Regions from separate parts of the Mus musculus genome. Here regions 2, 3, 4, 5, 6 and 7 are each linked to region 1. Evidence: chromatin contacts called from public HiCAR-type, HiChIP or PLAC-seq and promoter capture Hi-C data. All regions are on one chromosome and are shown on one strand. Each heading gives the region's core, a stretch centred on a gene start, on an enhancer-like site or on the middle of the called end of the contact. The rest is flanking DNA. Distances are from core to core; before and after follow the strand shown.

Region 1 (2,895 bases), core at 21-2,520:
CAAACGTAATTCCCGTACCACAATGACTTCCCAAGTTTAGCAGTGAGGTGGTTTATCTTCTATTTAAGCGGTGCAACGGACCAAGATGCAAGTTCTTACGTTACACAGGAAAGTTCAAGTTCCTCTGCTGACTACACACAACACCTCAAAGAAAGTAACTCACGACCATTATTATCTCAGACGAATTTCAGGGAACAAGGTCAATTACCTTTCGAATTTCATCCAGCACCGTCTCAAAGGACTTTTTGTCCATCTTGAGTACTATTCCGTCGTGACGTCTCACAGTTCTTGCAATTACAAAACGCTCATCCCAGGTTCGTCTCGTGGATAATACACCAGGAGGAGAAAGGAGGCGAGGAGGTAGAGTATTGCAAACTGCACCAAAACAAAACAAAAAATCCCAGAACGAAAACTTGGAAAAAGTTGGGTTTTTTTTTGTTGTTGTTTGTTTGTTTTTTTAAATAAAAATCAGACTTCAGTAGCTTCTTCACACAAAGCTTCAGCTGCTCAGAGCAGAGCGGGCTTGTGCGTTTGCAGAAATCAGGGCTCCGGAGGGTGCCGACAGCCGGGTGCTCCGGGGAAGGCCGCCGAGCCACGCTCCGCTCACCGCCGTGATCCGGGACACGTGGCCCCGCGGGCGCTCAGACCCGCCGATCCGCCCGATCCCGGGGTCCCGCAGCTCCGGCAACCGGCGGCCCCCGCAGGTCCTTTGTTACGGGCTTTCGTAGCTTCCGGGAGCGGGCGGGCGGCCGGGGCGCACTAGGAGCCGGACGAAGGGGGCCAGAGCCTTGCGAAGGGAGGCTCTCGAGCACCTCAGCGCTCATACGGCCAGGCGCCCAGCGGGTGCTCCCCTAAATGCCCCACCAGCTCCAGGGGACCTTTGATAGAGCGTGTCGCGCCCACAAGACGCAATGGTGCACCGCCACCTTAAGTCGCTTTTGCACAAATGATTAGTTTGGGGCGTCGGGGGGGGGGGGCGGGGTCCTAGTGTGGGAATATAGGCGTCCACGGCAGAAGCCTGAATGCTTGTGGAGCAGACGTGACTAAAGTCCTTTTCGGAGCGTGGTAGTCATTGTTTTAGTGTCACGATCCCCTAACTCTTCAGTTTCTCGGTGCTCTGTTTTGCTTCTTGAAAGTGAGTTTAAAGGAGCGAAGAGTAAGTAGGTCAGGAAGATCTGCGGACGCCGCCATCCTAGTGGCCAGGAGCACCTCGGCGTGGGGACCAGGGTCACTCGCTGGGCGCCTGACTCGGGGCGGAGCAAGGAGCAGGACACCCGGAATTAGTCTTCGGCGGTTCTCCGGTCGAGTTTCCCGGTGCTTTAGTCTGCCTCTGCCCTAGAGCCGGCTTCAGGCCTCGCTGACTTTCGCCTCCCAGACCCTCGCGATGGCGAGAGCCTGGGTCTGCCTGGCGGGCGCCGCCTTCTTCCTTTCCTGTCTGGTTTTGCATTCGCGCTTCTGTGGCTCGCTGGTAAATAGCAGGCAGAAGGCTGTGGGTGTGGGTGCCACCGAGGGGTACAGCCCCTGGGGTCCCAAACCTGCTCCCCTGGGGCTCAGCAGCTGACGACTCGTCCTCTCATTTAGTGTAAAAAGAATGCACGTGGGGCTGGGGAGGTGGCGCGGAGGTTGGGAGCTCGAGCAGCTTTTTCAGAGGACTCAGGTTCGATTCCCAGCACCAACTTGAAGGCTCACTCTCTCACTGTAACTCCAGTTCCAGGGAGCCTGATGCCCTCTTCTGGCCTTTGTGGGCACATGGTGCACATAAACTCACCCGAGCTCATGCACACAAGTCTAAATAAAAATAAGTAAACATCACACACACACACACACACACACACACACACACACACACACACTGGATTTTCCCCAGCTCTTACTACACTCTTAAGTCACACACACACACACACACACACACACACACACACTGGATTTTCCCCAGCTCTTACTACACTCTTAAGTCATCATTAGACTTTTCTTATGGTTGTTTTGATCTTTAGATATACAATCTTATTTCCGGCTACCTTCTGGTTGTCGAACTGAATCTGAGTATTTTGATTTTATTTGAGGTTTCAAGGACATTTTCTTTTCACGTTTCCTGGAGAATGGAGGACCCTCTTTTCCGGCTGGATTTGGGTTGGCCCAAGAATTCGGAATACTTCACTGGTGCAACATTTTGTGTTGCAGTTGATTCCCTCAACGGGTTAGTTTACGTAGCCCAAGTAAGTAGAATGCATTTTTTTTTTTTTTTAATATGTGAGCCTGTGAGGTCAAGAGAGACCAGAGTGTTAATGCGGTTATCAACTACCAGTGGTTTCCAGGATTGAACTCTGAGTGTCAGTCTTGCTTAGCAAACACTTTCATCTGCTCAGCCATCTCTTCAACTAGAGATTTTTTTTTAATTTTAATTATATACATTCAGTTTGATCACAACAGACAGGAATAATAAAAGAACAGTCAATCTGAGCATGACAAAAAGGAAAAAAAGAAGATGAACAGAAAGGAAAGAAGTGTTTCCCACCTAGATAGCCTGCTGCATTTATAGTATGCTAACTATGCAATTTAATTTTGAGTTGGCTTCAAGTGCACATTTTAGATTTGTATGCATTAGAAATTATTAAGTTTTGAAGTTAGTGCTTTTTTTTTACACACTTCTAAATTTCTTATTATACTTTCATTTTGATTTCTCTGACAAAAGTAAAGATTAGCGTTCCTATTGAGTGATTCTAAGCAGTTGTTTTTGTGTGCCTTCAGAGAGGGGATAACATCCCCAAGGTATTAGTGTTCTCAGAGGATGGCTATTTCCTACGAGCCTGGAATTATACAGTTGACACACCCCATGGTATGTTTGTCTCCGGCACACCATTTGAACAGTCCGTCTGGATCACGGACGTAGGAAGC
Region 2 (2,897 bases), core at 355-2,854, 1.7 Mb after region 1:
TAGCTTCCGGGTATGTGTGAACACGATGCTGTTCTATTCCGGACTTATTTCCTCCATTCCAGCCTTGTTGCCATGAGTGGCAGAAGTGTACATTATACAACAAAGCAACCTTCCACTATTATGCGATAAGATAGTGTTGCACAATGTTGTGCAGTAAGATAGTGAGACAGCTAGGAGATTGGGATGGACTCTGAAGTTTGGGGACCAGTACTCAAGCCTCAAAAGTGGTGTCGGGATGGGCTAAGACAGAACGTGGTGACTAGGAAAAAGCGTGTCGTGACGTCCTAGGGCTTAGAGGGACACAGCTCATGGGCAGGGAAAAGTGAGGTGGGGTGAAGCTGGGAAATAGTCTGGGGTCACGTCATTTCCAGGATTCTACCCGCTGTGCTAACAGTGAAGAGAGGCCGCTGAAGACTGACAGGCAGGCTGTTCTAGTGCAGTTGTAGTTGCATTTTTGGAAACCTCCATCTGACCACACAGCTGGTGGAGGGGAGTGGGCACGGAGAGAATTATTTGGAAAGAACTTTAGCCCTATAATTTGAAGGCTGAGAGAACGGGGTGAGAAGAAAGAAAGACAGGAGTAAGTGAATGGAATTCAGTACAATAGACACCGCGCCCTGGAGGCCTACAGTAAGGGCCTTGCTGATATTGGAAAATGGACCTTGAAGGAGAGGGATGTATTGGTTGGAGCCTAGGTTCCTGACTTTTAAAATCAGAGTGACATTGATGCCCATAGGCCCTGAGAGAATAGACTGTCAGAGGAACGTCATGGCTGGGGTCTGCCCTAGAGGGATCCTGCAATATCATACACTTGCAAGGAACTAGAAAGAGGGAGACCCGCCCAGGAACTCTAAGGCTACAGAGGGACCACCTCAGCCCTTCCAAGGGTAGAGCGTTAGCGTCTGGGGCGACAAAGCAGTTGAGCGTCCCCCTGTCATTGTGGCTGCTTATAGCCCCGGTCTGGGAAAAGGTAAAGCTTAGGGGAACAGAAACTTGGCCTTTTCCTCATTTTCAGCTTTCCAAACCAAGCAGAGGCGGGCCATTTTCAACAGACACTACTGCCAATTAGAAGAGGCAAAAGACCAGCACAAAGTAGGCTCCCAAGATCTAGCCAGTTGAACTGAACCAAAACCATCCGCTTCCTGGGCCCCGAGAAGGTGCAACATGTCACAGGTCCTCAAGGAGAAAGGGGCTGGCAGGGAGGACCCCTGCATGAGAATTAAGACCTCTGTGACCCCCATCTGTTCCTCCTCTCCTCTCCCTCCTCTCCTGCTGCCATGGAGACCAGTCTGGAATGGCAGTAAGCCTTATGCCCCAGAGAAAACAATACAGTGTTTGAAGAGTGGAAGTTGGCCTCTAAGCACAAGCTCTGTCGCCCATCCCCCACAGCCCAGGATTCTTACAAAAGGCAGCTTTTTCCGCTAGAGGGTCAGAGCTCTGCTGTCCATCGATCTGCGTCCACTTTGTCCCTCGCTACTTCCGACTTGTTCATTTTTGAACTCACACCACACAGCCTGAGTGTCATGGGTCTGTTTAGTCGGAGAGGTGCTGATGTGACCGCGTCCCTTCTGCTCAGTGGCACAGAGCATCCCGCTCCTTTTTGTGTCTTTGAACCGCTGCTGTTGACTCACAGGCTGGAGCGGTTGGGCTGGGCTGAATTAGAAACAATGTAATCAACATCTCTATTTTTATCTCTGCTCTCTCCCCTCCCCACTGACTCACGGTTCTCTGTCTCAGAGCCCGGGATCTTAAAAGACTTGCATTAGATCCAGGGTGAATACGCACAGATGTGGTGTTTCTGCCATTCAAAGCCAGGAGTGGTTTTTCTTTTTCTTTTTTTTTTTTTCCTGATGCACTGGGCCCACACGTCAGTAGTGTTATTTATTGCCGTTCACTGCCATCTTCTTTGTGGCTGTGTTACAGCTCAAGCTGCCTTTCCCTCCTGAGGTCTAAGATAAATTTTGCAGACAAGGGAGGAACCCGGGTCTGATTTCTGAAATGAATCTTCAGAGAAAACTTCAGCACTGAACTAAAACTTTTAACTTTTCCCAGTTAATTCGGGAAGCCTGACCTGGAATCTACAGAAAGCAAAAACTAAATACAATATAGTAGTAGGTCCCCCCCCCCAAAAAAAAACCACCCCAACGATGAAGGATCTTTTTTTCCTGCCTAGACTTCTGCATGTTGATGTGTATTTTTAAATTTTTAATTCTATAGACATAGATATGCTAAGTGCTTGGAATTCTGAAGCCTTAGATTTGAGTCCCAACCTGATATTGCTTGCTATTTATAATCTTCAGCTGACAACTTAATTCCTATTTTTAAGATTTTTTTTGGTTTTATGATTATGTCTGCCTGAATGTATTTATATGCATCACATATGTGCAGGTGCCCACAGAAACCAGAAGAGGGCACTAGATTCCCCTGGAAGTAGATATACAATGATTGTGAGCCGCCCAGTGTGGGTGCTGGGAACCCAAACTGGGAATTCTCCAAAAGAAACACTCCTAACTGCTGAGCCATCTCTACAGTCCAAACATGTCATTTCTCCATGTCTTACTTTTCTGTTTTGTGAAATGGAGTTTGACCTCTCAAACATACGTTATATATCTTATAGAATTGTTCTGAGGATTAAAAAAAAATCTAACGAAAAAGCTTTAAAAATCTAGATTTCGTGAGGACTTTAAAACAAGGGCCAGCACATAACAATCTGTCCAAAAACAAATTAAAAAGTTGGCTATTTTCGTGCCTCAGGCCATATCTACCCGACTTAAGAAAAGTAATTCATCTTTAAAAGAATTTTCATGGGCCAGGGTGGTAGTTCAGTCAGTAAGGTGCTCAGGCATGGTGACCTATTTGGTCCTCACTATTCACATAAAAAGCCAGCCGGGGTGACC
Region 3 (2,700 bases), core at 143-2,642, 1.3 Mb before region 1:
AGGAAGCTGCCTTGTCACCAAGGAGTCTGTTTTCAGAAATACTTGACACCTTGATAATCTTAGCATATTTTAAAGGTTCCTTATTTATAAACTACCACACCGGTTTCTTAACTGTGATGTCCTTGGATAATCAACCACAGATCTAAACTCATGTTCCTGGCTTTCTAAAGGCAGAGCATTGAATCCTGGTCGTTTGCTAGAGAGTGTGCTAGGGCTGAATTTTTATTTCCTTTTTAAAATATAAATGAATAGTTTTTTAAGTGTAAACATCCGAAGGCATTCCTTCTCATTGACAGGCATGCTAGCACATTTCACAACCACAAATCCTCCCGAGGAGTGGCCTAGGAAGCGGCAATGATTTAAAGGGCCGAAGACTACCGTTATTCTCCACTCCCGTTGCTAATTACATTTTTACAGAACGTCGTCAGCAAGCCATAAAAGTAAAAATGATTCCTAGTGTTCTGTGGCTGTGCATTTGACCGAATTACATACAATTTGCTTCCAAAAGGAGATCCACTTCATTTGTAGGTTATTTCTCAGGAGGACCAGTTCCAGTCCAGAGATAGGCTGACGCTAACGGAGGACCTCAAAACTATCATTTTAAATTGCCATGGTAGAGAGAGGGAGAGAGGGGAGGGAGTAAGAAGTGCAGCGATTAGCCACCCTTAAGAAGGTTCCCCACACGCCTCCCACAAGGCCGGCGTCAGTCAGTCGCCTGCATCTGTCCCCACCTCGCCCCCTCCTGTCTGCGCAGCGCTGGCACCCAATGGTAGGCCCAGGAGAAGACAAACACAACCCAACAGCTACAGACACTCAACATTCCTAACTTTTTTTCTTCTCTTTCTCACTGTGTATGCCTCAAAGGTAAGCAGAGAAGGAAAAAAAAAATGACATGAGTATGAAATAAGGCTTCGTAGCCAAGGGTGCCCTGGAGTTTTAAAATCTCCCCCAGAGTCACAATAACTACCTTACACGCACTCACACTAGCCTCTTTACTGTCATGCTCTGCAGCAAAGGACTACTTCCCGGAGCTGAGCTCCAGGGCGCCTGTCCCTGGGTACAGGACAGTGTGCATCCTTCTGCACTCGGCCCACGCGCATCCCGCATCCCTGCCCACGCCCCGGGTCACGCGTCGCGCCATAGGTCCCAGGTGCTGGGATGCCGCGGAGCCCTCGCACACTACAGACACCACCCAGGTTCTCCACGGAGAACCAAGTCCCACGCCTGGGGACCTCAGGGGCCTCCCGAGTGCCCACGCCCGCGGCATGGCAGCGCTTACCTGTCCGAGAGGTGCCACGCGTGCCCCCCGCGCACTCCGGTTGCGCGGTAGCTGCAGGGTCGGCCGGGCGGCGGCGGGACCGAGACAGCGGCTCCAGAGGCGTCAGTCAGGCTGGAGCCTCCTCCTCGGCCGCCCGCGTGAGTGCGCCGCGCTGGAAGGGCGCCAGGCGGCCGTGCGCGCAGCCCCAGCCAGGAGGGGCCAAGCGCCCTGGCCGCGCCACGCTCCCCGCCCCGCCGCGCACCCGCCCGCTCTGCACATCATGCCTGCAGAGAGCCTTCAGGGACAGAGGAGTCTCCGGGTCATCCCCAGAAAATGTCCTTCCCACCTGGACAGGCTGTAGGCAGCAGAGGGAGGGGGGCGGTTGTCCTCCCCTCCCCTTGCTCCAGGAGAGGCAGACAGGACCACCAACCATGCCTGTCTCCTGAACCGCAGAGTCCTGGTCCCTGGAGGCCACGCTTACTGGCTGTCTGTTCCTCTGAGGCATGACTGGCCCTGGCATCAGCCCAAGAACATCTAAACGAGCTGAGTGGCAAGCAGAGTTTCAAACCAGTTCTATAATATGTAGGTTGTGATTTCTTATCCAGCGTAGAATACATGCTACCTAATCTACTCATGATATACATCATGGGCACGAGGAACCTTCCTGCCCAGTGGCCTGGCTATCTCCTAGGTTGCCTGCCTCTGAAAAGCCGCTTGGAAAGTGGCACCGGTATGCCGAAGGCCTTTGATCCCTCACCAAACCTCCTTATAGGTCTTCCAAGAGGAAGAGGATGGTACAGGGCCACCTCAGTCAGCCCCAGAACACAAATGTCCACTAAGAGGCCAAGGCACCTTTGAAATGTAAACGAAGGTCCTTCGGTTGAACTTCTTTTTCTAATCCTCAAACCTCCGCTTTCTGGAACACGGGTAGTTTTGCATCATCATCCAAGTGTAGCCTAGGAGGGCCTTGCTTGTAAAAACAGATCGCAGAAGTTTAAATGCCTCTTTAACTTCAAATCGAAAGTGTCTTTCTACACCTGGCTCATCTACCCTGCTGTAACCGAGCTATGATAGGTTTCTGATTGACCTGGAGAGGAAGAAACCCCAGAAGAAATACTGTCCGGTGGTGGTGGAACGTTCCAAGCCATGGGCTGGAAGAGGGCTGTGCTTTGTGTATATTTAGAGGCAAGTAAACTAATTAGGTTCTCTGAATCGATACCTTGCAGCTCAGGGATTCCACCCCCCTCCCAGAAATGATATTAAAGAAAGAAGTGATCCAATCAGATTCGGAAGAAGCACAAACTGTTGGAAGACCTCTGCTAAGCAGGCTCAAGCTTCCACAATGGAGGCTGTGAGTTCACAGAAGTCAAGAGACATGTAGGAAGGGGTAGGGGTGGGACGGGCCTTTGTGTGTCCTCTGCCCTTTCTGGACTTTACTCCCT
Region 4 (2,700 bases), core at 61-2,560, 1.1 Mb after region 1:
CTATTTTCTTGAGAAAGTTAACTTGCCACAAAATGCAATATTCAAATGTGAGAACATCTCTGCTCTAAGCAAAGCACTAACTTTAGGACACTGTAGAGAGTATGCCGTCCAGAGTGGTAACTAGAGGGGGGCCGGGCTGAAGCAAGCTCCCCTAAGTGAGGTGAGGCCCTTCTGCTCCTACTCAGTGGATGTGCTGATAGGATACTACAACAAAGCCACCGCAAATGTGTGCAAACTGCAAACCCACAGGAGAATACAAGAGGAAGGCAAGGAACCCCCAGCATGACTTCTGACGTTTGGGGGATCCTGTGGTACAAATCTGGGAATGTGAAGAACACTTAGGCTTCCTGCCCCAGCACAGTTGCTACATATTCACCTGGCAGCTCTGAAGGGGCCTAATGCCCAGTCCAGGGACAGAATTCTGGATGTCTCACAATCCTCAGAGCAGAGCTATGCAGAGCTATGCACCTGGCTTCTCAAATTTTTGGCCTTCTCTGCCAACCTAGTACAAGGCTTAGTTGCCCAAATACTCTGTGACCCCTGTTGGACCACAAAAGGCTCTAACTAGATTTGTGGTCACCCAAGGAGGCAGCCACAGTGCCCACATCCTCATGTTGTTGACGGCGACTGAAGGTGCTTAAAGTGCCAACCGTTCTACCAGATCAGAACAATATACAGGGCCAGACTTCTCTGTGACCCTGAGCACATTAGTGCCTTTTCTCAACAAGAGATGGAAAACAAAGTGAGTGTAATGGTAATCTCACTTAGTAAAAAGAGACAAAAGTCAGACACAGACCTAAGAGAGCTTAGAAACCCTTATTTCAAAATGCATTCTGCACTACATTCCACCCAAGGATTGCAACACAACAGCTATGTGTTAAGTCCTGCTGCCAGGGTGCAGAGTGAGGGCGGATCAGACATGGCCCAACAGGAGCTTTCTGGTTGGATGCCAGGCAGGTATGTGGGTATGTGGCAGTGGTAGTCTCTCCTGAGGCTTCATTCTGTTCTTTCACTTACGATCTATCTCAGCTCTAGGTGTGTTATGAGGTCGTGAACTCCAAACATCTCCCAAAAGGCTAAGGAATACATTTCTTTCACGTTGTATCTCAATTCCATGTATTCTCAAAAACATTCCTTGTCCCCACCTCCCTGTCATCCTACCCCCACCAGAGCTACAGCTCTGGCTACTGTGTCCACCAAAACCAGTGATCAAAATCCCCAATTCCTCCTTAAAAAGCAGCAGCCTGCCTGGGCAAGGCCTGGAAAGCAGCCAGCCCTGTAACTGCATTCTCCAAAGCCACCTACATGCTGGGAGTCTGGGCACCGTATCTTCCATGACAATTTGTTCTTTAAACACAATAGCCACACAGATAAGCTCTGATAGGCCTCTACAAGAGAGGGAGCTTGCTCCGGTCCTGTCACATTTAGTTAATAATACAGAGAGTATAGGAGGCGATCCTTCCAGAGATCAGCTTCCTGACTGCCTGACTAACAGGGGGGGGTACAGCTCTATAAGCCTGAGGCAGTTCTGCCAGACGCCAGGGCTGGGGTGGGGGGCGTTTTCAGCAGGACCAAAGAAGACATAATAACGAAGACTCCTAAAAAGTTTAAAAATAGTTCACTAACTTCAGGGTTAGTATCCACTAAATGCTTGGACGACTTCTGCTTATTGTTGGTTGGGTTTTTGTTTTTGGTTTTTTTTTTTTTTGGACATAGCAATCCTTAACTTATCAAAATATCGCACTACATATTTTTCTGAGGACATTTCAGGTCACTCTGTGTAACAGAGCTGTATACTAACTTTGCCAACAATTACCCACCCACCCCCACAACAGGAAAACGTTTGCTGTGCAGAGCTTGTTACATAAATTCCTGTTTTTCATGCAGCCAGTGGGACACTAAAGAGGAGCAGGCTTGAGGTGCTATGTCCACAATACTCTGCTGGGAGCTGCCTGCAACTGATGGAGCTCTGGGATTTTATACTCTCAGCATTCTCTCCCAGCAAGCATTCTGTGAGGAAACAGACAACCAGTGCTACACACTTATTCAAAGCCTGTGTCTGTACGATACCACTAGAGAAGGGCCAAGGCAACCATCTCTCTGTACCAACCACACTGCCCTCCCTGCTGGCTTTCTGGGCTCAGGGGAGCCGCAGACACATTCCTGATGCTTCTGGATGGCTGAACACTGCAAGCACATGCTAAGGGAGCCTGACACAAGCCAGTTCTGCCAGAAAGGTAGACACAAACCTGGTGTACCCCGATGCTCAACCTGTTCTGCTCCTGAGCACTCTGCTCTATGCCCCTATAGACCAGACTCCAAGTTCCTTAAACACAAGATTAAACTTAAGTTTCTAACCTCAAAGCCTCTAACAGGTGTTCTACACACATGAGCTCAATAAAACTTTGTTGACTGACACCCCAAAAACATTACAGGGAAGATGTGAGGTTTTAGGCATCTCTTAGGCATCTACCATTCATGTTCCACATTAGGACAGCTCATGGTACAGACAGCAGAAAAGGAAATAGGAAGGAAGGAGGACCCAGGCTACCCTCCAGAGGTTCTGTGAAAGGAAGGGAATAGTAAGAGTCATTTGACAAACCAACAGATGACCCCCACAGAGCTTTCTAGGAGCCGTCAACTTCCTCAGCTTCTATGTCAAGGACAGTTCAACATACTCAACAAGGCAGCATGTGTAAA
Region 5 (2,772 bases), core at 72-2,571, 1.3 Mb before region 1:
GGTACCACATAGTGGCTCACAACCATCCGTAAGGAGATCTGACTCCCTCTTCTGGAGTGTCTGAGGACAGCTACAGTGTACTTGCATATAATAAATAAATAAACAAACAAATAAAGAATTCAAACAAAGGCTGGGCGTGGTGGCGCACGCCTTTAATCCCAGCACTGGGAAGGCAGAGGCAGGTGGATTTCTGAGTGGATTTCTGAGTTCGAGGCCAGCCTGGTCTACAGAGTGAGTTCCAGCACAGCCAGGGCTATACAGAGAAACCCTGTCTGTCTCAAAAAAACAAAAACAAACAAAAAAGAAAGAAAAGAATTCAAACAAACGTAATAAAAATAAGTAATAACAATAATAATAACCTAATAATCCTATTGAAATGGGCGATGTAGTTGGTTCACAAAGGAAAGCATGCAAAGACCAACAGGTGTATGTAATATACATCCCTAATCCTGAAGAACAGTGTTATCTATCTCATCCCAGATGAAACGGTTATTATCAGAGATAAGATATCTATCGAGCACTGGCGGGGGTTGGGGGAATACGGGAAAAGGGACCTCTCCTACACTGCTAGTGTGAACGCCAACCCGAGCACCCACTATGGAAGACAGAGAGCAGCTTGTGGGGAAAATAAAAACAGAACTGTCACATGAGTCAACAATCTCATTACTGGGAATGTCAGAAAAGGCAGGAGCGTCCGCACTGGGTAGAAACCCTAAGGCGAACCAGAGCTTGTGAGCAAGCTTTCCTCCATGTCCCCATGGGACTTGACTGGGATGCATTAGCCAAATAAACCGTTTCCTCCTCGAGTTGTTTCAAACTCCTCTTCAGGCCTCTCGGGAACCTAATCTATCCAGAGACGTTCCAGGAGAGACGCGTTTTGAACCCGTCAGGGAGGATGGGTCCAGGCAGAAAGTGTCTCCTGGCCGTCCTCCAGTCTCCATTCTCCAGTCTTTCCAACTGGTGAGCGCCAGGCGAGCGGAGGACAGCTGCGCATGCGCAATCGGGACTTCTGTCAGCCGCTCCGCCCCGCCTGGAAGGAGACAGGGTTTCTCTGTGTAGCCCTGGCTGTCCTGGAACTCACTTTGTAGACCAGGCTGGCCTCGAACTCAGAAATTTGCCTGCCTCTGCCTCCCGAGTGCTGGGATTAAAGGCATGCGCCACCACGACCGGCTGTCAGCCGGGTTCTTGGTCAGCCTGCACCTAGGAATCGCTTGCGGATGGCCGCCGCGCAGGCGCAGTCGGTTCTGTCTCGCACCTGCTCAACCCCGCCCCTCTCGCCGTTCCCAAGCAGAGGCTCGCGGACCGCTACGGCGCACGCGCAGTGCAGTGCTGGCGGTTCGGCTCCGGGACGTGCGGCGGGCTGCCGCTTGTCGAGTACGGTTGTGTTTCTCAAGAGCTGACGGGCCGCGGTGGCGGACCCGGGCTCGGGCGGCAGCACGGAGGCGCAGGCTGTGCCCGAGGGCTCGGGGCCGAGCACCGCCAGTCCCCGGACGGCCCCTCCGGTGACGGTGCTGGTGATGCGGCAGGACGAGGCCGAGGCGGACGGCGCTCTGAGGCCGGGCCTGGCGGGGAGTGAGGCGGCGGCAGACGCCGAGGACGAGGCGGGGGACGACGACGCCGACCTGCTGGACACATCGGACCCGGCGGGCGGCGGCGAGAGTGCGGCCAGCCCGGAGGAGCTGGAGGACGAGGACGCGGAGGGTGGCGGCGCAGCGCGCAGGCGAGGCTCCAAGACCTGCACGTACGAGGGCTGCCGCGAGACCACCAGCCAGGTGGCCAAGCAGCGCAAGCCCTGGATGTGCAAGAAGCACCGCAACAAGATGTACAAGGACAAGTACAAGAAGAAGAAGAGCGACCAGGCACTGGGCTCTGGCGGCCCGTCCGCGGCCAGCACAGGCAACGTCAAACTGGAGGTATGCTTGCTCCTCGGGGCCCCGGGGCCAGGGCAGATGGGTGCCAACCTACTTGGTACACACTCAGGGTCTCCCCAAGGGCTCATCCTCTGCTCCAGCTGACATGGGCACTTTGGAGGTGATCTACACCTCTCCTTAGTAAACCCTTCCCAGTGTCTACCCCGAGGCATCCGGCACATTGACACACCCTGTTGGTTTTCTGTAACTTTGGTGACTTTGTTTTTTTTTCTTAGACTCCCTGGCCCCTGAGAAAAGTTGGATTGACAGTGGGGTAGTAACTTACAGCACACATGGGCGTTGCTCGGTTGCTTGATTCAAGTCAAGCTTGGAAGAGAGACGCCAGTGCCCTGCAATTGGGCTTCTGCTGCTAGCTGTCTGTATTTAGGTCCATTATTCATCTCCCTTAAGTCTCGGCTCCCTCGTCTTTTGCCCTTAAGATAATGCCCAATTAGTGTTTCTTCGGATTTATTTTGGTTAGGTGAAAATTATAAGTGGTGTGCATTTCAGCTCAGACCCAGCAAAGTCCACCTAAGTATTAGAGCTGTTTAAAAAACAAAACAAAACCCGTAAAAAGTAGAAAGACTCCTTACCACAGAAGTTCCTTTTGAAGGGGAACTTCTAACATTTGTGGAAGTTTGGCCTAGATGACTCAAAATTATTGCTACTATAAACGTCTGATTTTTGTGGTATTAGCATTATCCTACCTACACAGTGCAAGGCCTGGAGTTGTGAAGACATAAGGTTCTCTACAGTCAAGTCAGCTATAGCATTCCATGTACTGTGTATGTAAAGGAAGCGGTCCTATAAATAGGGTAACTGGGGAGAGTTAGAAGAAGAAAAAAATCTTCGCTTTTGTGAT
Region 6 (2,700 bases), core at 119-2,618, 1.3 Mb before region 1:
GGCAAACTCCGAGTATTTAAATTGACAGGGTATTTGGAAACACAGAAATAACAGGTTTTAAAGACGGTTGGAATTAACTTATTACAGTAAAGTTTTAGAAGGAAGTCCTTATAGAAATAAATGCAGATGATTTAGAGATGAAATGTTATTTGGAATTGTTTTAAATTTATTTTCAAAAGTGGGCGGAGGCCGAGCATGGTGGCGCACGCCTTTAATCCCAGCACTCGGGAGGCAGGCGGATTTCTGAGTTCGAGGCCAGCCTGGTCTACAAAGTGAGTTCCAGGATAGCCAGAGTTATACAGAGAAACCCTGTCTCAAAAAAAAAAAAAAAAAAAAAAAAAAAAAGTGGGCGGAGAGAAAGAATGCCAACAGGCAGATGGAAAGTAGGCTTCAAGATGCAACGCACTGCACACCAAGTGCAACATGCTTGCAGTAAAATAAAGGGTACCTCTACTCGTTCAAGCCAGTGGGATCTAGTACAGTCCACACAGCCTCATCGTGCACACACAGTCAGCTAAGTCTGTATAAAGGATTCAAAGTAAAGTGGCCACAACCCGGAACGTGGCCAACAAAGTTCAGATTTGTTCCAAGCCTTTAAAGAAGGCATTTTAGTGAGAGAGGGCGCCTGGCTTCACCGGACACACAGCGACAGTCATCTGGCTACACCACTCCAAGACTGTGCATGTGCACATGTACATTGGCTAGGTGGCAGAGGCCTTTCTGGCCACCTGTCTCAATACAGGCAAGCTTTTCAGAATCTGCTTTCTGAATGAGTTACAGGCTCCTTTTCAAACTATGTGGCAGAGTTTAGTTGGCAAATATGTCCTCTTCTACATAATCAGAAGGGGTCTGCCACGTTTCTACAGGAATGGCAAAGAAAACGCTAAGGTGCCTGATTCTCAAGCAAAAAAACCCAAAACAAAACAAAAAGACCCCTGGCCAAAATGAATAGAACGCCGTCTGGGCCTATCTTTTGCTGACCCATCGTCCCTAGCCTTATGGATCGGCCGCTCTTTCCAGCTGCAGTGCATATGGGAGCCCCAGGAAGAAGACTGGGGAGTGGCGTGGAGGGGTGACAGGCGGGGGTTCAGAAGCAGGAGCCCCGAAAAGCTGGGCGGAGGCTCTGGGCACTCAAATAGGGTTCCAAAGGGGAACAAAGGTTCAAAGGATTTCAGGGAATCTGAGGCCAAGGGAGCCAAGCACGCGAGGGAAGCGCGGAAGGGACACCCGGAGCACCGGACTCCACCACGGTCTCACCAGAATGAGCGCGGCAGCCGCCAGCGCCACGCCGAGCCCCAGCAGCTGCAGTAGCAGCGTAGCCATCCCGCAGCTCCACACTTGCGGAAGCGCGGTGCGGCGCCGCGCCCCGCCCCAGCCGGCCCCGCAGGAGAGGCCGGCCTAGCCCTCGCCCGCCGCCCGCAGCGCCCCCGCCTGGCCGTGCCCCGCCACGGCAGGAAAGCCGAGGCCTCCCCGCAGCGCCCCCGCGCGGCTCCGCCGAGGACTGCAGGCCGGTCACCGAGTGCGGCAAGTCAAAGCCCTGGACCTGTGCACTGGCTTCACCCCTCGCGCCGTGCAGAGCAGCCATCTAAGGATGCCCGGCGCCGTGGAGGGTTTTAGGGTCACCCCCTTTTCATCTCGTGCGCCTGCGTGTGTGTGGGAGTGTGTTCGTGCACAAGCGCGCGGGCCCGTGGGACCCCGCGAGATTGGCGACTAGCGGGACGCTCGGGGTGGCCGGAGCTGGCGTTAATGCCTCGGGCGCAGGAACACGGTAGCTGCACTTCCCTAACCCAGGATCCCTCCGAGTGCCCTGGGCTGGAGGCACGCCTGGCGACCGGAGGGCGCAGGCGCGGAGGGCTGCGCAGGCGCAGAGCGGGCCGGAAAAATGGCGGCTGGGTTCAAGTGAGTGGCGGCGCGCGCAAAGAGGGCCCGGGTGCGGGTGTGGCGCGCGGCGGCGGGTGGGGGCCCCCCCGAGGACTCGCGGGGCCGCGGGAGGGCTCTGCCCACTCGAGGCGCTGAGGGACACTGCATCCAGGACGGCCCGGACCTCTTAGCCGAGGGCCACGCCGCTCTCCACGCAGGGCCGCCCTCGGAAGGGACTGGGAAAGCGTTGGGCGCGCTCTGGTTAAACCCGGAGCCGCCCACGCGTGCAGCCTGCAAACTCGCGTCTGCGGTGCGTGCACCGTACCTACCTGCAGTCACTTGTGGCCGCGGGTCGGCGAGGAGGCCAAACGTATGTACAATACACTCTTCCGTGGTAAAGTTGTGGATGCTGGCGAGTGTGGTTTATAACGGCGCGAAGTCACGCTAAGGTCCCTGCTTCAGAGCACGAGTGATGTGACTGACACCCAGGTTGACCCTCTTCTGGGTGTGCCAAGGGCCTCTGTTCCTCCTGACTATGGCACAGTTAAGGTCACCGCTGGAAACCGGTTGCTGCTGTGTGGCTTTTATAAATACGGGCCACACAGTTTCAAACGCCTGAGCCTGTCGAGATCACGCCTCAGACACCACACTCTCAAGTTCTGGGTTTCTGCTTTAGGACGCACTGACTGAGACACGTTTTAAACATTGTTTCAGAACTGTGGAGCCGCTGGAGTATTACAGGAGATTTCTGGTGAGTGAAGGTGGTTTTGTACGTTAGAGCTGTGGGTAAAAACACCAAGCTTCGGTTCATTTAAATGAATGAGGCTTAATGCTGCGTAC
Region 7 (2,700 bases), core at 178-2,677, 1.7 Mb before region 1:
CTTCCCAAGATCCTATTGGCATAAATTAAATCACTGTTAAGAACTGTCACCCTTACAGTCACAAGTTCAATGCTGGGCAACTCTGCTTTGTTTATTCACACACATGTCTTTAGAGAACAGAATAAAGTAACACTAATACACAGCACTGCAGGAGTGAACTCACTCAGAACCTTGCTAAAATACCTTGTTCATCACACCGGTCTCCTCCCTAACAATCTACACAGAGAGAAAACAGAACAGCACCTCCACTTTCCCTGCTAAGAAATGGTGATCATAATTCACTCTGTATCTATTTTCAGCTCCCTGGTTAACAATGGCAGCCAAGTTCATCTGTCATGTTCCTTTGATTTGAAGGCACACCCCCACGGAGAAAACAAAACAATTTAGGATGGAAATTAAATTTAGTCCTACCTAAGCCCAAAGCTATCTAAATTATGGTAGATTAATGGTGCAGAGGTCAGTCCAGAGCTTGAAGTTGAGTAGACAGCCCTTCAAGGACAGAGCGGGCACAGCACTCTGCCCTGACTGAGCAACATGGGACCTGGCTTACATCATAGCTCTGCCACTCAACTAGGGATGGAAACTCTAACAAGTTTCTAACTTTTAATGCTTTGGTTTTCTTGTCTATAAAACTGATAGAAATGTTAAATTAATATAATACACGAGAAACCCTGAACACAGTTCTAATTTGTAAGTATGAACCCAAAGAGTAGCTCTATTCATACATTTTTTCACATGCATATTCTGAGCATGTGAAGGCCTAAAGCCAACGTAGTCCTTGATCACTTTCCACCTTATTAACTGAGGCAGAGTCTCTCACTGAACCCAGAGATCTCCAATTCCATCTTGCTGGACCGATTGCCCTGGAACCCATCTCTGCCTCCCTTGCTAATGTGCTTGTGTGACCTTATGTTGGTTTGGGGTCTGAGCTCCAGACTTGTAAGGCCAGAGCTTTATCCACTGAGCCTCTCTACAGTCCTACTGGTCCCTCTTCATCAATAAATAGTAAGGTCCAAACTAACTAAGCTAAGAAAACAACTTGGCTCTCACTAGGTTAGGTTTACATTTTTTAAGATCCAAATTTCTCTAATCCAGACAGAAGAAAGAGAATATGACCAAAAGTATTATCCAGGCACATGTGAAATGATTTTGTACACGATTTTGTACAATATACACTGAAAAGACCCTAAGTTCAAACAAAGAAGACACCCCCAAAATGGCATTTTAAATTTGTTCTTTAATAACACTGCCAAAGTATTTGTTTCTCAAAAGTAAGTGGAACAAGGCATATGGGGCCACTCTGGCCTGGTTTAAACTTTACTTTGTGTAGCTTGTTGGTGACTCAGTAAAGTTGCTCTTCTCACTGACTCCATTCCACAGTTCCACTCCACAACTGCTGACCACTAACAAAACAAACAGCTGACACCAGAGTTCTGAGTGACTTCCCCTTTCACAGTTTTTCTAAAGCAGCTAGCCTACCTCCCCACCCCACCCCGGATACTAAAGCCAAAATCCTATGGACCTTAATAAAGTCACAGGCCCTCTTTCCTCTCCTTTGTGGAATGTCTGACTCCCCTGTGCTGTCTTCTGGCTGAGGCCCCCTGACTGAAGACTGTCTGTGGGGTCTCCTCTTCTCCATGGGCCTGCAGTGAAATGCCTTTGACATCCTGTGCTTCGTGCTGCCCTGCCGTGTCTCACCAGCACACGGCAATCTCTCCTTCCAGTCAGATCTGAGAAGCCTCCTGGGACAGAGGCACCTGGCTCTGAGATGGACACAGGCTTTAAGTCACCTGCCAAGGGGACGAGGTCTGACAGCAACCAGCAGGGCACAGTGAAGTCACCTCTCTCCAGAGACCTCAAATCCAAAGTACACAGAAAACATACCGCCAACTGTCAGCTACTCTGTACACATCCATTTCTGTCCTGTCTACTTAATGACTCAAATAGAAGATAACTGTCTCTCTAGCCCAATATAAATGTGCAAGGGGAATCAGAACTTAGCCATGGCACACTAATGAGCTAATGTTAAAAGGGGCCTCAAACCCAATCAAGTCCTTTTCTTCTCAAGCAAACACTATATCAGAATTATATAATTAAAAATTAAACATATTCTTTGCATTAATGAACATTTACAACAATTAGTAGCACAAATCAAAGCCTCAGGAGTTCGGTCAGTAGACTAAAAATGTTCCCTATTTAGCAAACAGTGAATGGAAAGAAGTAAGTTTATCAGAAACCTAACTAGAAGGAAGCACATGACTCTCAGCGGTGGGGCCGAGCTGATGGCACTAGAGCCTGACTCTCCACATGAAACTGTACTCACTTGTATCTCACAGTCTGTACAGTTTCTGCAGACACGTTGTTAACGATGCATTTAGCTGCACATTCCAACCCTTGCCAGACAGTTGAGAATCCTGTAAACATATTTAAAAGTCAGTCTCACATAAAGAGCAAGCCTGAGTTTCTTGGGTAGCTCTGTGCTCACCCAGAAACACAGCAAGAATTAAAGAACAAAATAAACCCAGGCCTTTTGTTACCTTGAACACTACTCGCTGCCACGACCATGGCGCCATCCAGGGCAGATTTCCCGTCTTTGTCCCTCTTCAGGGATTCCGGAACCAGTTTGCTTCCGTGCTTCTTGACGTGTGGAGCAAGTTCTTTACCAACACAATTCGCTACTGTGCAGACGCCGTCAACTAA

The links. Promoter capture Hi-C pulls out the DNA fragments that hold promoters and counts their contacts. HiCAR-type assays count read pairs that join an accessible place to other places. HiChIP or PLAC-seq counts read pairs in DNA pulled down with a chosen protein or histone mark.
Region 2: a HiCAR-type map of astrocytes shows a contact between it and region 1, with 2.8 times the contacts expected there. The contact joins the enhancer-like site here to the promoter of Nhlrc3 in region 1. A contact is called at or near these places in 3 of 39 promoter capture datasets (the C10 cell line, embryonic stem cells and pre-B cells), 5 of 115 datasets of contacts at active chromatin or transcription factors (astrocytes, double positive thymocytes, epiblast stem cells and 2 more) and 1 of 9 other capture datasets (liver).
Region 3: a contact with region 1 is called in a promoter capture Hi-C map of liver, with 7 times the contacts expected there. The contact joins the promoter of Smad9 here to the promoter of Nhlrc3 in region 1. A contact is called at or near these places in 3 of 39 promoter capture datasets (hippocampal neurons and liver), 4 of 115 datasets of contacts at active chromatin or transcription factors (astrocytes, bone marrow-derived dendritic cells, differentiating embryonic stem cells and 1 more) and 1 of 9 other capture datasets (adipose tissue).
Region 4: a contact with region 1 is called in an H3K4me3 HiChIP or PLAC-seq map of the 230-238 cell line, with 6 times the contacts expected there. The contact joins the enhancer-like site here to the promoter of Nhlrc3 in region 1. A contact is called at or near these places in 3 of 39 promoter capture datasets (the C10 cell line, embryonic stem cells and hippocampal neurons), 5 of 115 datasets of contacts at active chromatin or transcription factors (the 230-238 cell line, bone marrow-derived macrophages, extraembryonic endoderm stem cells and 2 more) and 2 of 9 other capture datasets (adipose tissue and liver).
Region 5: a promoter capture Hi-C map of pre-B cells shows a contact between it and region 1, with 2.8 times the contacts expected there. The contact joins the promoter of Rfxap here to the promoter of Nhlrc3 in region 1. A contact is called at or near these places in 3 of 39 promoter capture datasets (liver and pre-B cells), 2 of 484 Hi-C or Micro-C datasets (CD4 T cells and erythroblasts), 2 of 115 datasets of contacts at active chromatin or transcription factors (bone marrow-derived dendritic cells and double positive thymocytes) and 2 of 9 other capture datasets (adipose tissue and liver).
Region 6: an H3K27ac HiChIP or PLAC-seq map of bone marrow-derived dendritic cells shows a contact between it and region 1, with 12 times the contacts expected there. The contact joins the promoter of Alg5 here to the promoter of Nhlrc3 in region 1. A contact is called at or near these places in 8 of 39 promoter capture datasets (the C10 cell line, the HPC-7 cell line, HPC-7-derived erythroid cells and 5 more), 10 of 484 Hi-C or Micro-C datasets (B cells, CD4 T cells, CD8 T cells and 6 more), 17 of 115 datasets of contacts at active chromatin or transcription factors (astrocytes, bone marrow-derived dendritic cells, bone marrow-derived macrophages and 11 more) and 5 of 9 other capture datasets (adipose tissue, embryonic stem cells, liver and 2 more).
Region 7: a promoter capture Hi-C map of liver shows a contact between it and region 1, with 4 times the contacts expected there. The contact joins the enhancer-like site here to the promoter of Nhlrc3 in region 1. A contact is called at or near these places in 3 of 39 promoter capture datasets (hippocampal neurons and liver) and 1 of 9 other capture datasets (liver).

What each region holds. Positions count from the first base shown.
Region 1 is chr3:53,461,633-53,464,527 of GRCm38.p6, reverse strand. Nhlrc3 (NHL repeat containing 3) reads left to right here and starts at 1,270. Exons shown (of 7, transcript NM_172501.2): 1 at 1,270-1,468; 2 at 2,064-2,216; 3 at 2,749-2,895. The coding sequence starts at 1,385. It overlaps Proser1 (proline and serine rich 1), which reads right to left and starts at 733. Exons shown (of 13, transcript NM_173382.2): 1 at 209-733. The coding sequence starts at 253.
Region 2 is chr3:51,787,663-51,790,559 of GRCm38.p6, reverse strand. The region is part of intron 2 of Maml3 (mastermind like transcriptional coactivator 3); the gene reads left to right. Among named protein-coding and RNA genes, the nearest start is that of Gm46803, 81 kb to the right of the region's middle. RefSeq lists an enhancer at 1-2,708. Within about 2 kb of position 1,604, at least 277 of the 459 cell types and tissues checked have an H3K27ac peak or open chromatin away from gene starts, as enhancers often do. A contact at or near this core is called in astrocytes, epiblast stem cells, liver and 1 more, where this site is marked.
Region 3 is chr3:54,754,274-54,756,973 of GRCm38.p6, reverse strand. Smad9 (SMAD family member 9) reads right to left here and starts at 1,392. Exons shown (of 6, transcript NM_019483.5): 1 at 1,280-1,392.
Region 4 is chr3:52,341,616-52,344,315 of GRCm38.p6, reverse strand. All of the region lies in intron 1 of Foxo1 (forkhead box O1), which reads right to left. Among named protein-coding and RNA genes, the nearest start is that of Foxo1, 75 kb to the right of the region's middle. Within about 2 kb of position 1,310, at least 78 of the 459 cell types and tissues checked have an H3K27ac peak or open chromatin away from gene starts, as enhancers often do. A contact at or near this core is called in the 230-238 cell line, adipose tissue, hippocampal neurons and 1 more, where this site is marked.
Region 5 is chr3:54,806,340-54,809,111 of GRCm38.p6, reverse strand. It overlaps Rfxap (regulatory factor X-associated protein), which reads left to right and starts at 1,321. Exons shown (of 3, transcript NM_133231.2): 1 at 1,321-1,913. The coding sequence starts at 1,437.
Region 6 is chr3:54,734,207-54,736,906 of GRCm38.p6, reverse strand. It overlaps Alg5 (asparagine-linked glycosylation 5 (dolichyl-phosphate beta-glucosyltransferase)), which reads right to left and starts at 1,368. Exons shown (of 10, transcript NM_025442.3): 1 at 1,258-1,368. The coding sequence starts at 1,323. It overlaps Exosc8 (exosome component 8), which reads left to right and starts at 1,543. Exons shown (of 11, transcript NM_027148.3): 1 at 1,543-1,899; 2 at 2,575-2,611. The coding sequence starts at 1,883.
Region 7 is chr3:55,128,213-55,130,912 of GRCm38.p6, reverse strand. Spg20 (spastic paraplegia 20, spartin (Troyer syndrome) homolog (human)) reads right to left here. Exons shown (of 9, transcript NM_144895.2): 7 at 2,538-2,696; 8 at 2,324-2,414. Among named protein-coding and RNA genes, the nearest start is that of Ccdc169, 10 kb to the left of the region's middle. Within about 2 kb of position 1,427, at least 26 of the 459 cell types and tissues checked have an H3K27ac peak or open chromatin away from gene starts, as enhancers often do. A contact at or near this core is called in liver, where this site is marked.